2 separate regions of the Arachis hypogaea genome follow, and region 1 is linked to region 2. Evidence: chromatin contacts called from public Hi-C data. All regions are on one chromosome and are shown on one strand. The core of a region is the stretch at or near the end of the contact, and the rest is flanking DNA. Distances in the headings are between cores, read along the strand shown.

The links. Hi-C and Micro-C count contacts between places; a contact is called where the count stands out from the background.
Region 1: a contact with region 2 is called in a Hi-C map of an unstated tissue, with 3 times the contacts expected there. The contact joins the enhancer-like site here to the promoter of LOC112775037 in region 2. A contact is called at or near these places in 3 of 8 Hi-C or Micro-C datasets (leaf and an unstated tissue).

The regions. Positions count from the first base shown.
Region 1 is chr19:137,866,720-137,869,693 of arahy.Tifrunner.gnm2.J5K5, forward strand. No RefSeq gene overlaps it. Among protein-coding and RNA genes, the nearest start is that of LOC112778847, 20 kb to the right of the region's middle. Within about 2 kb of position 1,697, at least 3 of the 3 cell types and tissues checked have open chromatin away from gene starts, as enhancers often do.
Region 2 is chr19:137,665,446-137,668,511 of arahy.Tifrunner.gnm2.J5K5, forward strand. It overlaps LOC112775037, which reads right to left and starts at 1,366. Exons shown (of 2, transcript XM_072228053.1): 1 at 184-1,366. The coding sequence starts at 1,034.

The DNA.
Region 1 (2,974 bases), core at 447-2,946, 200 kb after region 2:
CACGTCCAACATACAGTGTTACGGTGTTATTTCACCAAACAAGATACACAAATCAACTGCGATTTACGATTTCGGATATGATGTTCATAGAATTTGGTTCTTGGGCTCCACGCCGATGGCTCACCATTTTTGCGGTAAGGAGTTTTTGGGTTGCGCATGCGAGGTTCAGCTAGCAGAATTAGTCTTGCTGTGTACTGTCCCCAAAAGAAATAAGCAAATCAATTGACTTTTTACGGTTTAGAATTCGTCTTCTAGGAATTTGTATACATCATTTCGTCTCTCACGGGTATACAAATCGTGTTTTGTGGAGTAGGGATACGAGTTCCGTTCTTTCGGTTTTTCCTGTTTGGGGTTCAGGGCTCATGGTTGAAGTTTCTGGACTCAAGTTTATGGTTGAGTGTTTACGCTCTCCTATTTGCGGTTTAATGTGACATTTTATTTTCACTACAATGGATTAACAACTCATTTGCATTAATCATGAATCTCATCTTCATTTTGTCTCGTCCTTACTTCTTTCACTATTTCATAAATACCACTATTTCATCACCTCCACTTAGAATACACCGAAGACCGATTGTTTTCTTATTTTACATTCTACGCGTCAAAAATTTTATTTTCACATTGGAGGCATAGCCACATCCATACTAACCAAGCTCACTTCTTCTTTTGCCTTCTTTTAATTAACATTAATACTTAGAAAAAAAATAAGTAATCGTAACACTGCACACTGGACTAAAGATTTTACATTCAGTAATTATATCACAAACTGATGACAGATACTGACAAATTTATACTACGATACAAAAAATAATACATAAAAATATTAAATTAATTTTTGTTCCTAAATCCTAAACTCCCAATCCTACCGCTAATTTTATTCACACTAATTTCCAAAATCCAAACCCTACACTCAAATTCTAAAATCTAAAGTATATTACCTTTAAAAGAAATTTTCATTACAATTTTTTGGCAAAATTGACTATATCATACATCTATTTTTAATATAATAATGTCCAACCACATATTAAATATTGTTTAACTCACATTTATTATATTAAATTAATAATTTTTTTTATCTTTTATATATATATATATATATATATATATATATATATATATATATATTTATTTATTCTATTTGGGTCAGAAACCCTTCAATTATATGTTCTTCATATAACATCATTTGGTCATTTTTTTTTTGTCTCCGGACCCATTCATTGCAAAGACTTGCATTGCTCCACTTATGCATATGAAGCTTGTCCAAAAAAAAAATTAAAACCAAACGAAGCCTTCTCCTGCCTCAACGTGGGAAGCTCGGCTCTGTAGTGGGCACAAATCATTCTCCACACAATTTCACGCTGCACCCACTTGCATGGCTCATGGACACGTGTTGTCATTGCCTTTTTCTCATCCAAAATCTGTAAATCTTTAAAAATTGGGGTTATGTACATTATAATTTTCCAAAAAATAATTAATTTATTAAAAGCTGTTCACGTGCTCTGCTGTACGGATGTAGAACATTTTTTTCAAAAATGGTAGGCCCGCCATAGACGTCAAATATAATTAAAAAAATTTGAACAGTTGTAAACTTTGTTTTTTTGGTCAAGTAAATTGAATAGCCTTAATCTTAAACCTTCCATCCATGCTCCTCACACCCACATAATACACTCATATATATATGTCATTTGTGCTAGATTTTCGCTGCAACGGTTGTACAAGAAGGTACATAGATCCACGCTGGGAGTGTAACCAGTTTAACGTTGTGCAGTGTTTCAAATTTCGTGTTTGCCAAAGTTACATGAAAAGAGGCTTGGTGTGTATTTTTTTTTTTTTTTGGACTTAGCTACTATTGCTTAAAACTGGCTCGTCCGTAAAAGTTGGGTTTATGGGTGTGGACCTTATGACAATAGTGTTTTATCTTTCGACAAACACGGGTTGAATTTTTTTTGTTCATTCGGTATTAATTTTTGGCTGAAGGATTTTAAGATATAAATCCCAATCAAATTTTGATTAAAAACAACATAATAATATATATATATATATATTCCGAAATGTCATATAAAATAACATCTGCGAAGCTTTGAAAACATATATGGTTACAAAGTGACGGATTTTTTTATTAAAATAAAAATATATTTCCAAAAATAAATTAAACTAATATTATATTCCGAATCTAATTTTTTTATATTCTAGATTCTTTTTTTTTTTTTTGAGTTTTTATGAAGTTCGCCAAATTTGTCGATGAACTTTATTAATTGTTTTAAAATTGGCTTAACTCTTTGACAAACTTCTAAAAATTACACAAAGTTCGCTTAAAAAAGAGGTAAATTTGACTGTAATTCCTGAAATTTACCTAAGCTAGAGGCGAACTTTCTTGCACTGTACCTCCATTATTTTTTTTATTAGATTTATCTTTATTTTTTTATTTTATACCATAATTAAATATTAATAAGTATAATAAAATAATTATTTATTAATATTTTTTATAATATTCACTAATATTTTTATTGTACTCATTGATACCTTTATAGTATAACGAATATTTTTTATTTTAAATTCAATTAACAGTAGTGTATCAATATTTGTTAACATATTTATGGATTAAATAATTTAATAAATACACATGTATGTTCATATTGGTACACATAGGTCCTTGACAGCGGCACCTTAGGGCTAAAGGAAGTCGATCGCTGCCATAAAAGAAATTTGGATCTCACATCTTAACCCCATAAATAATTTAGTTTCAGATAACTTTTAGAATAATAATAATAATAATAGCTAATTATTCAAAAACAAGTTTATTTAATTGAAGTTATTAGTATTTTATAGTTTTTATTAAAAATTAATTGAGATAATATATAAAGTATTAAATAATATTTTTAAATTAATTAAGATAATATATTTATATATCATTTATTTATTTTCATCTTTTTATGTAATATTATTATCCACAACAAAATGGTATAAAGTGGTT
Region 2 (3,066 bases), core at 116-2,615:
TCAAGTAAAATAGCTCCAATAAAGAGCACAAAAGTAATAACCCGCTCATTCTCCTTGTGGTTTATGTCTACGGAATGACAAAAGACAACAAATGCAGAGATTGTACAAGAAATGCTCACAAATTTGGCGAAAATGCCAAGACGGGTGTATGTGAAAATTGCCTTTGTGTATAGAATGTCATACATTAATCCAAGTTCAATCTCAACCACTTGAAAAGCATGTTCACAGGAGTTGCTCCTAAAGAAGCTTTGGCTGCTCTTGTGGTCTTGGAAACTAAGGATGAGATCTGAGAATAGGCACTTGAAAATCCTGAAGAAATAGAATCCGTCGCGTAAACATGAAGCATTTGCAATACTGTTATTCAATGCTGCACTTTGGGTCAATGGTGGTGCAGGAGCAGTTTTAATCACTTTCCCTAAAGAAACTCTGTATCCTTCAGCCTTTTTTGCAGAGTAGTCATCCATAAATTTGGCATAATTCGGTCCAGGGTCTGGCGCTGGAATGATGGATTCTCTGAAATTTTGGCTGCTTCCGGACCTCAAAGACCAAGTCCTCTCACCATATTTGATCATTCCTGCCACAATCAATGGAATGGTAACATAATTAAGATGTCCCCCTTTCCATGACTTGTAGACCACGTAAACTGCCACATAGCACTGGTAGAATAAGCCAATCAGGTGTCGCAGCCAAAGTTCATTATCCTCAAGAGAATATGCAGTGATTGTGTCAGGGCCACCGAGATGCGCGAGAAGGAAAGGTGCCCAAGAAGCCATAACTACGAACTTGGATTCCAGGTCTTTCGATGAATCTCTCATGTCTTCAGAAAGAATACCAAGAGCGATGGTCGCTATCCAGTCCGCGGACAGATAGAAGCACCAGACCACGAATTGCATTATTGCATTGTTTTTGTACTTCCTTCGACTCCCTAAAAGTATCAGAGCCGTTTGCAAGAAGAGACTCACCAGAACCAGAATTTGTAGTTCCAACAAATTCCACAGTGTTGGTAGTTTTTGAATGATCCGTCTGATATTCATCTTTGCTGAAAGATGAAATTATACTTGCTCAAAGTTTGATGATACTTGTCATTAGGGAGGGATCATCACACATAAAAGGTGCAACTCACCAAAGAGACTAGTTTTGGATTGGATTGCCTTTTGAATAAAAAATTATTTTTATATAATTATAAAAATGTTTGAATATAATTTTAAAAAAGTTATTTAATAAAAAAAATCTTCTTAAAAATAAAAATAGTTAGTACTTTTTAAAAAAAAATCAATCAAAAATTCAAAACCCCTTAAAATAGAGATGATATTTCTCCCGGTATTGTCCGCCGAAGAGATGGATAGGGAGGGGTTATTTTTTTTTGTTGGAAACACAGATACAGTCAACTTCACGTAAAGTTATACCTCAGAGCCGTTAAATGATTTGACTGATTTAACTAAATTTTCATCTAACGACTTTGAAGTTTGAGGTATCAACTTCATGTGAAGTCGACTTTACCTGAGTTTTCACCTTTTTTTTTTTTTTCGTGAAGTCAGAATACCAGTTTTCCGTGAAGTCAATTTTAACTAATTAATTAAAAAAATAAGTTTATTATAAAACAAAACAAAAAATAATTTTACTTTTGTCGATTTTTAGCAAATTGATGGTGGTTTGATATCTAGTAGTCTGGGAGCGAAACCTACTCTTCTTTGCAGGTACTAGTTTTCTAGAAGTGCATCAAAGTGTCTTCGATTAGATGGGATTTGAAAATAAAGATAAATTAAATTATGTAATTTAAGATAAAAGATGACAAAATAAATTTTTCGAAAAGAAAATATTAACTGGAAACGAAGAAAATGCGTTGAAATTAAACAAGGCAATAAAATGCCTTCAACTGAGTCAAAGGGCTTTAACATAAAAAGTAAAGGTACTGAAATGTAAATTGAACATGGAAGTTAAAGATTGCTTAAAAGATAAACTTACTTGAAAAATAGAGTTTACAGAAAATGTAAATGAAAAATTAAAAACATGGAAGGAACCCTATAGAAATTGAACTCGAATGCAGACTCAGAAATTTGTTGGGGATGTGAGTGTGCTTGAGTGTTTTCTGAAGTAAAGTTCCAACCCTAATTTCCTAAGGCTTCTTAGTATTTATAATCTATCTTTGGTAACTGACAATTAATTACAATTAATTACAATTAACTATAAATTTAAAATTTTGAATGCTTTCTCCTTCGTAACTGTTCCCGCCTTTTGATTTTCCACATTCCCTATAATTTCCTCGCATGATGAAAAATCCTTAACTTCTTCACTACTATAACTACTCGAATCAACTTTTCGAATAACCAATTCAGATATCCCATTCGATTTGACTCACTCGATTTATCAGGAAGCCTCAAAATCGAATCCGTGTTAAGAACCTCCATCTAACGCTTGCACACGTGTCACTGATTATGTTTTCAACCACTTTATCAATTTGAACAATTCACCTTTATCGAAAATATTTTTTCGATCAACAAATTACCCCTTGAATTAATGTGTTTGTCTTTGATAACTTTATCGGAAGATAAAACGCTTAATCCAAATTCAAACTTAAATTTTAAAATCAGTAATAACTATCATTTAACCTCCCATCAATACTGACCCACTCGATACGTTTTCCGAGACTCACGCTTCTCCTTCCTTTCACTTTAACTTCCTCGCGAAGTTATCCCTTTTCACATTCTTTCTACAGTAATGGCTATAGTAGCACTTTAAATTCACCAATCTCCCCTTTATTCAAACTTTTCTTGAACTCATCATTCTCTGCATCCTTCTTATATTATCAAATCTCCAACTTTGTATTTTCTTTCCTCCATTTTACAATGGCCACTTCTTCTTCTCATGCTACTGTTCAAGACAAAGGGAAAGGTCATGCAATAGCACCGCCAGCTCCACCAGCTCTTTGCATATTAAATCAAGTCAATGATGAAGTCATTGACGACCCTCGACTGCAAGCTAATGATACTAGGATCTTAATTCCCTTCACAGTAAGCACAGATACCCATTACTTCCTCGGACCAATTGAATCCCTAGAGAGGGCAA